Linked DNA regions of Mus musculus: regions 2 and 3 are each linked to region 1. The links are chromatin contacts, called in public promoter capture Hi-C maps. All regions are on one chromosome and are shown on one strand. The core of a region is the stretch at or near the end of the contact, and the rest is flanking DNA. Distances in the headings are between cores, read along the strand shown.

What was found. Promoter capture Hi-C pulls out the DNA fragments that hold promoters and counts their contacts.
Region 2: a promoter capture Hi-C map of embryonic stem cells shows a contact between it and region 1, with 2.4 times the contacts expected there. The contact joins the promoter of 1700018A23Rik here to the promoter of Fgf23 in region 1. A contact is called at or near these places in 2 of 39 promoter capture datasets (both in embryonic stem cells), 4 of 115 datasets of contacts at active chromatin or transcription factors (effector CD8 T cells, embryonic stem cells, memory CD8 T cells and 1 more) and 1 of 9 other capture datasets (embryonic stem cells).
Region 3: a contact with region 1 is called in a promoter capture Hi-C map of the HPC-7 cell line. The contact joins the promoter of D6Wsu163e here to the promoter of Fgf23 in region 1. A contact is called at or near these places in 21 of 39 promoter capture datasets (the C10 cell line, the HPC-7 cell line, cancer-associated fibroblasts and 12 more), 5 of 15 datasets of contacts at CTCF or cohesin (the NIH/3T3 cell line, embryonic stem cells and hippocampal excitatory neurons), 112 of 484 Hi-C or Micro-C datasets (the 3T3-L1 cell line, the AML12 cell line, the Ba/F3 cell line and 53 more), 37 of 115 datasets of contacts at active chromatin or transcription factors (the 230-238 cell line, the NIH/3T3 cell line, PVALB interneurons and 21 more) and 6 of 9 other capture datasets (adipose tissue, embryonic stem cells, embryonic tail and 3 more).

Annotation. Positions count from the first base shown.
Region 1 is chr6:127,071,243-127,074,887 of GRCm38.p6, forward strand. It overlaps Fgf23 (fibroblast growth factor 23), which reads left to right and starts at 1,660. Exons shown (of 3, transcript NM_022657.4): 1 at 1,660-1,998. The coding sequence starts at 1,788.
Region 2 is chr6:126,820,115-126,823,759 of GRCm38.p6, forward strand. It overlaps 1700018A23Rik (a long non-coding RNA gene), which reads left to right and starts at 2,073. Exons shown (of 2, transcript XR_378049.4): 1 at 2,073-2,379. Ndufa9 (NADH:ubiquinone oxidoreductase subunit A9) reads right to left here. Exons shown (of 11, transcript NM_025358.3): 11 at 1,749-2,075. The coding sequence ends at 1,905.
Region 3 is chr6:126,938,330-126,941,974 of GRCm38.p6, forward strand. It overlaps D6Wsu163e (DNA segment, Chr 6, Wayne State University 163, expressed), which reads left to right and starts at 1,637. Exons shown (of 14, transcript NM_138594.3): 1 at 1,637-1,697. It overlaps Rad51ap1 (RAD51 associated protein 1), which reads right to left and starts at 1,258. Exons shown (of 9, transcript NM_009013.4): 1 at 1,165-1,258. The coding sequence starts at 1,181.

The DNA of each region.
Region 1 (3,645 bases), core at 410-2,909:
ACTTACAATCTTATAATCTCAATCTGGGAAAGGAGAAGCAGGAGGACGCCAGGGGCTCGCTGCTATAAGGTGCACAGCTCCTGAGGAGCAACCCTGAGGTTGCCTGCTGATCCTACTCAAACACATATACATACACACATGAACACTCTCAGAAATGGCAACACACACATACACACACACATTTGTTTTGAAGTCCAGCCTTAGTGAACACATCTTTAATCGCAGCAATCAGGAGACTGAAGCAGACAGAGCTCCGTGAGTTTGAGGCCAGTTAGGGCTACATAGTGAGGCCCTGTCTTGGTAAATAAGTAAGTTAATAATAAATACAAGTTTTAAATGGTAATAGCACAGTGTGCCTGTCTTATAGAGTTGCAGTGAAGCTCAAAGAACTAGTGGATGAGAAAACACTCTGTAAACCACAGAAGCCTGGACCCAACTGGAACTGGAGGTGGAACGGGCATCTCCACTTGCCTTGGCGTGTGCAAGCATCCATGTGCTTTACACGATGGCTACTCGTCTTTATCTGCTTCCTCCGCTTGATTTGTCACATCTTGCTCTCTCTTCCATCCGCTTTGATGTCTATCTTGTGGGATACTCATCTGTTGTAGGAACTCAGTAACCTGGGACACTGAGTGAGCAGTCCTTTTCTTGTGGCCATATACTGCTGATGTCTGTTCCAGCAGTCTGCCTTCCAATGGACTGTGTGTGTTAGTCTGCCTTCAACCTCCTACCCCACACACCACACCCCACACCCCACACCGCTGCATCAGACGCACCTCCACAGAGGGCATGCACAGAGCAATTTCTGCAGTGAGGCATCCACTCATACAAGGTCCCAGGGTGTGGACATGGGCTGGGGAGGTGCCCAGTCCTGCAGCTCCTGGATGCTTCCTGCCCTCTGATTCCTCTGATCAGCCAGCAGTGCCGTTCCAGTCCTCCAAATGAGTCTCCTTCCTATTGGCAAAGCCATAATTGCCAGTTTAGTTCCCTGCCTCATCCAGACGAGGGAAACTGAGAAACCAGATCTTGCCATTTTTGCTGACCTCAAGACCTTGTTTTCTTTCTTCTTGCCTTGAGGTCTTTGGGAATGGTGATGGGAGGTGTTGAGCTCATGCTCCCACCTAACACCCTTCCTGGGGTTTGTGTATGGGGGTAGGGGGGAGTCTCATTTGCCTGATAGCATCACTTATGACCATATATCAAGACACTTGCCAGATGCAACAGCCAGGAGTAAGCTCCAAGAACACACTTGGCAGCTGGAGGAAAAGGGCTTAAGCAAACCAAAACAAGGACACTGGAGGGAGATGAGTTAGCGAGGAGGCGGCTTTCTGGTTTTCTGGGGTTTTTTTTGTTTGTTTGTTTCAGTACTGCTGGCTGCCTTCACACTTCCTGATGGAAGTGGGGACAGGTCAACAAATGACCCAGGGTCACAGATAACTTTTGCCCACACATCATTCACTTATGGGAGCACTGGCTTGAAATTGAGGGGTGTGTGCGTGCATGTATGTGTGTGCCTGGAACTGACGCGCCTTCCGCAAGCCTAAGAAGTCTGGGCTTTTTCTTTGAATGGATGATTACAACACAGAGGATGTGGCGGCATTGTTTTTCCTGCTTGATGTCACACCACCACCCTTTAAAAGTCCCGGGGAAAAAAGGAGGGAATCTAGCCCAGGATCCCCACCTCAGTTCTCAGCTTCTTCCTAGGAAGAAGAGAAAGGCCAGCAAGGGCCCAGCCTGTCTGGGAGTGTCAGATTTCAAACTCAGCATTAGCCACTCAGTGCTGTGCAATGCTAGGGACCTGCCTTAGACTCCTGGTGGGCGTGCTCTGCACTGTCTGCAGCTTGGGCACTGCTAGAGCCTATCCGGACACTTCCCCATTGCTTGGCTCCAACTGGGGAAGCCTGACCCACCTGTACACGGCTACAGCCAGGACCAGCTATCACCTACAGATCCATAGGGATGGTCATGTAGATGGCACCCCCCATCAGACCATCTACAGTGAGTATGGGTTCCAGGTTGGGAAGAGGGGAAACTCTCTGCTGTTGACCTACAGAGGTATTGGGGAAACCTTGGGCTAGATAAATTGTCTAGTTTCTTGTATGCATAGTTTTGGGGTGTGTGTGTGTGTGTGTGTGTGTGTGTGTAACCTAAAAGGAAGATTTTTTTTCTTCCCCTTTATTATTTGACTCACAAGTTTTTCTCAACCTGAATAATTGCTATTGTAACCCATTTCCAATAATGAGAGATAATTTTCTTTTCTTCTGCTCAAGAATTAGAGGGAAAGATGGACAGAAAGACAAGGGCTCAAAGAGAAGAATAACCCAGACAGAACTTAACTGGGAGAGACTAGTCAGGGTTACATTGTGAGACTGTCTGGAAACTAAAGCAAACCTTCTCAAGAGACATTATGTTAAAGACAGACCACCAAGCTGCTTTGTCTTAGCAAGTCTGACTGAATGCATCCACTCAGCAGGTGTGCAGGGTACTTCAGAAGCGTCCTGTGTGGTTGGTTGGTGGTTCTTCTCTGAGAAGCTGAAATGTGTTTAGTTGCTAACAAAACTGATTAGCTAGTGGTGAACTCACTGGTGATGTGAAACAATTGGAATATTCTTAAGGATGGAGTCTATGGAAAATTGGATCACTAATCATACCTGTCAATCAACCAGATGTATTCAACTGAAAGCCCCTTCCAGCATAAGGAATAACACATAGAAAATAGAGTGGCAAGAGAGATGGGTATTGGAAGAGACACATGTTCTATGTTACAGACAAGCAAAAAGTATTCTAAATGGGGCTGGAGAAATGGCTCAGCAGCTAAGGGCACTTGCTGCTCTTACAGAGGGTCCAGGTCCAGTCTAGCACCCAAGTGGTAGCTTATAGCAATCTATAACTCCAATTCCGGGAGGTTCAATGCCCTCTTCTGACCTCTGATGGCACTGAAGAAATGTGGTACACAGAAATACAAGCAGACAAGACAGCTATACACAAAGAATAAGACAAAACAAAACTGAAAAATTACTCCAAGAGGGTACAGAAGATGCAGCTAGGCTCTGTGCCATGTAGAGCACTGAGCAGTGGCAGTTTGCACTTCACTAAAGAACTTTCTGTAAGGATTATGATCGCCTCTGTGCTGTTGTAGTAGGTGAGCCCATTTCCTGGATGTGGCCTTGCTGTGCGAACAATCTTCTCTCTGCTAGAAACCAACAGACCTTAAACCTAGCAGCCAGGTACAGGCACACGCAAAGCCAGCAGCTTACACCTGCCCACGGGCTACACTGACAGGAAATGGGAGGACGAGGAAGAGGAGGAGAAAGGCTCTCTCCAAACACAAGGCATGCTCCAAAACTCAGGGGTCTAAAGGGGGGCTTGGGGTTACCTCTTGGAAGTCAGGTTTGAGGCTGATGTGGAGAATCTGGAGTAAATGTGGGTACATTCCATGGGTTCCCAGAACTGTTTGTGTTCTGTGGACAGGACTTACAAGGTGCCTGACACCACACAACCCTCTGCCACTGGAAATGTGACATAGTTCTTCATAGACCTCTTGTCTCCCGGTGCATTATTCAACTTTTAGGAAATGCCATTGTAGCCTTCTCTCCGGAAGACATCCCTGACTTCCGCTGCAATACTACATGTGATTTCAAGTAC
Region 2 (3,645 bases), core at 823-3,322, 250 kb before region 1:
AATCAACGGGGTGGGATGTACCTCAGTGGGTAGAGTGCTTGCCTGCCTGGCATGCACAAAGCCCAGGGATTGATAGCCAGAACCATACAGTGCATGTGGTGGCACACACCTGTAATCCCAGCACTCAGGAGGCAGAAGCCTCAAGGATCCTAAACCCAAGGTCATTGAGTTAAGTACTCAGTGAGTCCAAGGCCAGCCTGGGATACACACGACCCTATCCATAAATGAATGAATGAAATCATACTCTGTATCTCTGAGGGGTTTGCTTTGACGTGCTTTTCTTCCCTCTGCACACTAGATTTTGTCCCTCCTGCTCTTCCCAGGACCAGATGGCTGGCAATCCATTTTCTCTGCCACCACCGGTGCCGGTCACATTGATGGACTTAATGTTTCCCCTCCCCCAATCAAGATGGCCATAAGCCTTGGAATTCCCCTCAGCCTAAGCCAACTCTAATAACCTCCCAGATCCCCTTTAGAAGATCAGCAATTACAAACTCCCTTTGAGAAGACAGAATTCTCTTCCCTGCCTCCTGCCAGTTTTACAAGGTAGCAGGACCTGGGAGCCATCTTATAAGTGTCATCCTCTAAGGGCACAGAAGCCCCCCACCCCCCACCCCCGGCTTCTGATGGCGGGGAAGGTACTGCCAGATGCATACAAACACTCCCCTGCTACACAGGAGCAGATCTATTTGTCCTCTGAATAAACATGGACAGCCCTGCACACAACCCAGGTGGCTTCACACACTTGAAAACGTCCTCGCATCTCCCCAACCATCTGCTTTAGTGGTGTCCAGTCTAGTCTTCTCTCTGCCCTCTCTCCTTTCCCAAAGGGTCCCCTTTCCTTCCTTGCAGCATCTTTCTAGGTAAAAGCCTTCACTTACTATGCCTGGACTTGTTTCTCTTAAATGCTCCCCACCTTCCTAACCCACAACTCTCACTCTCTTGGACCTCTTCCTTCTCGGGGAAGGGTTCCTCAAATACACTTTGTGCTCCACTACACCTCCCGTGCACTCCATAACCTTCTAGGATGTAAACCTGACAGGCTTTGTCCATTCATCCTTCATGGTTTCCTGAAACAAACCACAGGTTTTACAGTGAGATTCAGATCAGCTATGTACGGAAAGTCATTCGACTTCTTAGTCTGTTATTACTCAAAAACCTGGAGTCCCTCCCTCCCTCCCTCTCTTTCCCTCCCTCCTTCTCCCTCTTCCTCCCTCGCTCCTTCCCTCCCTCCCTCCCTTTTAGAAACAGCAGCTACTGGTTTGCTCCAAAGTTCCCATGGATACTCACTGCCAGTGTGGTAGAAGCCCTGGCTTGGTTTAGGTGACCACATCTTCTGTCATCATGAGTGACCACTGTTGTCACAAAAGAGGTTGAGGGGAAGGGTGTGGCTCATATTTAAGAAGCTTGCCTTAAATGTACAAGGCCCTGGGTTCGATGCCCAGCACTCCATAAAAGAAAAAACGAGGTTGCATTCCCTGCTCCCTTCTCCTCTCTTCCTCTCTCTACCATGAGATGACACACCATGGGTTCCACCACATGACAACAGGCCACCCTTACAATCAAGTCTAAAGCACTTCAAGTGTGAGTGAATTCAGATCAGCTGTAGGTGTCTATGTGCTCATTTATACCAAATGCTTCTAGATAACCATGCAGCCTGAGATCATAGCAATATTTCCACTTTGAGGATAGGGCCTTGGTATAAGAATTCCAAACCCTCTAACATTTCAGAGAACAGTTGTGTGTGTCGATATTATATATAGTTATTTAATAGAAAACAAGCCTCAGTTCTGAATGGCTGTGAGTTCCTCTCTGATCAGTCAAGAAAGACACTTGCAATAGACCGAATCCTCGGATATTTAATAGAGTGACTCTTTTACTGCACACAGGTGACCTGGGTGACACTAATAGTTGACTGTCTTGGCAGGCTTGGTTTCCTCGATCTCAGAAGACAGCCATCGGTAGGTACGATGCCGCCGTAGCACCTCAATGGACTTGAGCTCCAGTGGTGTGGGCTGAACACCAAGATCTTCCAGGCCAGGCAGGTCGGTCGGCATCACGTCTGAGATATGTATCTGTGACAAAGAGACACAGAGAATGCTGAGACAGAGTGCCACCCCTCAGACCCCCAAGCTGGCCTGAGGCTCATCACTGAGGCAAGGGTCGTCAGAGACCCCACAACAATCTTTGATTCTGGAACTCACAAAAGCAGAACAAATAAGAAATCATCATCAAAGGCCTGAGGCAGGTCTCCCATACCCCAGAACCACAGGACAGAGACCCTGAAAGAGCAGCCCCACAGGCACATGTGCGCAGAGCTGAGCCTAGTGAACGTGGCAGGAGCTATCTCTCCACCTAGAGATTCAGATAAGAGCTAAGGTAGGAGACCTCTGCACCCCCATTTTCTTATGCTGGATCGCTGGGCTATAGCTATTTCAGTTTTAACTTTTTGGTCTGGTTTAGGGATTCTGACACAGTGTCTCACACTGGAACTCCTAGGAACCCACTATGTAGCCCAGGCTGACCTCAAACTTGTAGTACTGCTTCTGTCTCAGCCTCCCAAGTGTTGGGACTGCAGTTATAACATCATGCCTAGACCCATTAGCCTTTTTTGCTCCAATTATACTCAACTATGCTCACCACAAAGCCTGAAGCCAAACCAGTCTTGTTTAAGGAAGGATGAACAAGGCAGCCCCGTGCATCACAAAGCACCAAAGCAGATTCCTCTGTGCATGGACCTCAAGCAGGTCCCATCCTGTGACCTCCACAAAGAGCAACGCAGAGAGGACCCCAGTGTGTTTACTGCCTGCTCTAGGGCATTCTGCAAGCCAAACCCAGAGCCTGTCTGTCTATTATATTCATACTTTCTCAGTTGCCAAGGTAAGAGCAAGTGTCCGACAACGGGGCTCACGGCCACGGAAAGGACACCATGGAGATGTGTCTGCTTTTAAGGCAGTCTATCAGAGGGATGCTGTTCCCTGGGACTGGTAGCAATTCTTTGCTATGCTTCGGCTCTTAGGGGATGGTTTGGCTGCATCTCACCAACAGAAAGAAAATCTACAGTTCTCAGGCTGAGATGCTGTCATGTGCTTACTTGGCATCTTCCCAGTGAGATTTGAGTATGCAGGAAGCAGATAATCAATGAGTCAGACAAGACTTGAGAAGGAAGAGCCAGGGCTTTAGACTCGGCATACTGCAGGCAGACAAGATTGGCAGCAAGAGGCTCACTGAGAGAGGAAAGAGGACTGTTGCCTGGGTAACAGCAGGCAGAGGAGAGATAGTTATGCGCTCTGCCTTTAGTATGTAGCAAAGTTCCAATATTACTAGAAGCATGTTCCTAATGATGAACAGGAAGGCAGGAATGAGGAGTGACCCGACCTGGCATCTGCTGAGGGCTGCTGTCCCTTGATCATCTAACACAGAAGCCATTTAGTCAAGCATAATTCAAATCTCACTTTCAGTGAACCAAAATTACATATAGCTCAAATCTGATGTCTGCAGTCATGGTAGCCATATATCAAGTCCTTCCCATCGCACACGGCTCCTGGCAATGTGCTGGGACAGACGCAGAGCACCCTGAGCACTGCAGGGTGGGGCAATGATGGCTTAGGAACCAAAACTGCAGGGGATCACTCCATGTCTTAA
Region 3 (3,645 bases), core at 387-2,886, 130 kb before region 1:
CCACACCACACACACACACACACACACAGTGCCAAAGTCACACACAACTGATAGCATCTCAATTCCCCCCTCCCCCCTGCTTTCGCTCTGGCCACTCCAGTCCCCCTCAGAGCCAACCAACAGCCGGTGGCCTTTATAAAAGTGAAATGAGAATATCTCAGGCCCTCCACCACTGAAACTACAGATTTCCCATTTGTCTCAAATAAAATTCAAACTCCTAAGACCTACAAGCTGCTTTAGATAGATTTAGATAGATTACAACTGCTTTGTAATCTATCTGACTCAGTCCTCAATCCATCCACATGCTTGTTCATCCCACACCTTCAATCTGCTTCTCAAACATGGTGAACCTTGGGCTTTGGCTCCTATTTCATGTGAATGCCCCTTACATTTTACCTAGGTAACGCGTTCATATGATTTAAAGTAAGGCTTTTCTCCTTCCTCCTATGTTACATTGTGGTGTTTATTTTGTTACTCCCCCTTATCTCTCCCCACCCCTCTTCCAATAGAGTGTAGCCTCCAGCTCTTAGTACAATACAGGCCTAGGAGAATTCACTAAGTTTATTGTTGTTTGGTTTTGCAGGACTGGGGTTTGAAGCTGGGGGCCTCTCATCTGCTAGGCAATCACTGGACCACTGGGCCATAGTCTCAGCTATATTCAGTCATTCTACTAAATGGATGGCCAGCCTGGCATCCCGGTTGTGATCACAGAGAGATTCCAACAGTCTAAAGGAAAGCAGATAGGAACTGGGGGTCATGTGACAGGGCACCACGGCTTGAGCTGGAAGTTAAATGGGCCTCTCTGCCTAGGGATTTGAGGGAATAGGCACACCTGCTTTTTCTGTATCGCTCAACGTATGACAGCCACTTAACGCGGTCGCTCGCTGTCGCGTTAAGCGCGACTCAAATGCTAGCCTACCAGGTCCCTCTGGAGTGGGGTGACTCAGGGGCGACAGCTGCAGAAGGAGGCCGAGGGGCGGCAAGCGAGATGCCAGGCGGGCTCCTCTGAGCAGCGGGTGGCTCTCACCGGAGACTGGCGACGAGCACCCACCCAATCGCGCTGCCCTCTGTCGGATCTCGTCCTCTCCCGCAACCATGCATGACAGTGGCCCCCATCGTCCCCGTCCTTCCTCTCTGCCCCGCGGGACGTCACCAACCACTCACCTGATAGGACGCACCATGGTGCCCTGCCTAGAGCAGCAGTGCTCTGGAGCTGGGGAGCAGCTGTGGCGGTTTCAATTCCCGCCGAAAACCAGACGTCGCGCTCCACGCCCCGCTGCGCCAGCCCGCCAATCACCGCTCGCCTGCCTGAGGCGGCGCCTGCGTGCTGAAGAGAGGGCGCCTGCGCACACACACCGTGGCCCGGGCACGCCATCCTGGATCCTGTCTGCTCAGACTTAGCTTTTGTTTTGATACTGCACTTTCGTCACAATTGCGATTTGGTACCGAGTCTAAAATACAATATAAAAATAGCGACACGCCTCCAATATTTAGAATGACTAACTTAAAAATAACTGGAACAAAGGGGGTCTTGGATAGGCGTTTTCCTTGGCGCTTGAGGAAAGAGAAACATGAGTTCCGAATCTGCCAAAGTGGATCTATTGGAGGTTAAAAAAAAAAAAGCAAGAAGTCAGCTGACTTATTTGGGCAGTTCTGCGTTGACAGCTCCAAGTGTGCTTTGGTGTCTGATGAGAGAGGTGAGTTCGAGCCCACAGCGAAGAAGCCCCTTCAGTGTGGAGGACCCAATGACGGTATCTGGTACAGACTTAAAGAACAGAAGGAGTCTTCTAAGGGCCATCTAAAGTGCTGGAGTGCAGCTTGCCATTGCCAGTTCAGTGTTTGTGGTCAACTAGGCTTGTCGTTTTGCATGTTGCTCTGACAGGGTGTAGGCACACCCAGAGAATTCGGAGACGTAAACTGGATTACGATGAATTGTATCCTGAGAGCAACAGACCACAGGAACAAAGAGTAACATGAAAACGTGTGTTTTTATTGGTTTTGTTCTGTTTCATGTTACAATGTATTCTAATTACTGTCTCACCTTATGTCGCACCTGTCCCTACTAACTTGCCCATCCCTCTAATCTCTGCATTTCCACCAGTCCCCTTTCTAGATTCATGTCGTTGGGTTTTTTTTGTTTTGGTTTGGTTTTGTTTGTTTTTGTGACCCTATATCTTAATTAGACCAGACTATTGAATTGCGACTACTCATTGGAGCCTGGTGGGGGCACCCGTGGGCACACAACTGAAAAATAACTTCCCTTTTCCTGAATCTGCCCATAGAAAACAGTTCCTTAATGACACATGGGTCATTCTGAGTCGTCTTCTCTCTTCCCTCTGCTGCTGCTGAGGCTAATCTTATGCAGACCTCTGACACTGCAGTGAGTTTACTGCTGTAATGGCAGCGTCTTGTCAGAAGGTGGCATTTTGTCTTCCTCTCTATGATCTGGTTCCTCTATTTTTCCACTTCCTATTCTGCAGTGTTCCTTGAACCTTCACAGAGGTGGTATAAATGCCTTGTTTAGGGCCGAGTCCCCATCCATCACATGTTCTCACCTTGTGGCACCTGGAGTCTGTACATTCATTATAGTTCACTGGAAAGAGACAATTCTCTGATTAAGTCTGGGAGTAGCACTTGTCGTGGGTATAGACATGGTGGTTTGACAGTGTCCATTTAACTGAACAACAGTATTTATGTTCCCCCCCAGGGCCCATCATCTTCCCTGCTATGGGTTTCCAACAGGAATCATAGTGCCAGGCAGGGGTATGCTCCTATAGAGCTGACCTCAAATCCAGTCAGAGCAAATTGGATACCCTCATAATGGTACCCTAGTGCCCAGATGAGCATGTCTTGCCTGGCAGGTTAGTAGAGTTCATAGAGTCCACAGCTGGGTTGGACCAGTAATGAAATTTCTCTTATAGCAGCCTCCTTAGTATCTTCAAGGACCATAAAAGATAGCCAGCAAAGAGGAAGCTTCCAGCAGAGTTCCAGCTTGGCTTTTTTATATCATCAATTGAGCTGTGCAGTGTCTTTAACAACAGAGTTTATCATCTAGTTTTTATGGACGACCAAGAACAATGACAACAATCTCTACTGTCCTGGGAGTTCATATATATATATATATATATATATATATATATATATATATATATAAATGCATACATATATATGTACATATATGTGTGTATACATAGACTGATGGCTAGCTCTTTAAGGGACCTCGACTCCTACTGTCTTTACTGCATTTTCTTTTCTCTGAGTAGTGTTCAGTGTGCCTTGGGCAGCATCCTGTGTGGTCTGTTCTGTGCCCGTGCTTCCTACTTGGAGATCTTTCTTGTGTTCCCATATCCTTTTTCTGATACATCTCCTGACCTTCAACATCAAACATCTTCAAGCTACCACTGGGTCTCCGTTGTGTTTGGCCACTTGTATGAGTTCCGTAAGCTAGCTGTACACTTACAGACCCCCAACCCGTCCCTCCTCCAGCATTTCCTCTTGCCCCCCCCCCACTCTGTACCTTCCCTTGTATTAACTACTTGTTATTCTTCCCTAGGAGTAAAAGTACTTCTTGAGCATATTGTTTGCTCTGAAATTAACTTTAAAATAACTTTTCATTTTAAAAAAAAAGGAAGAAGCAGCATTTGG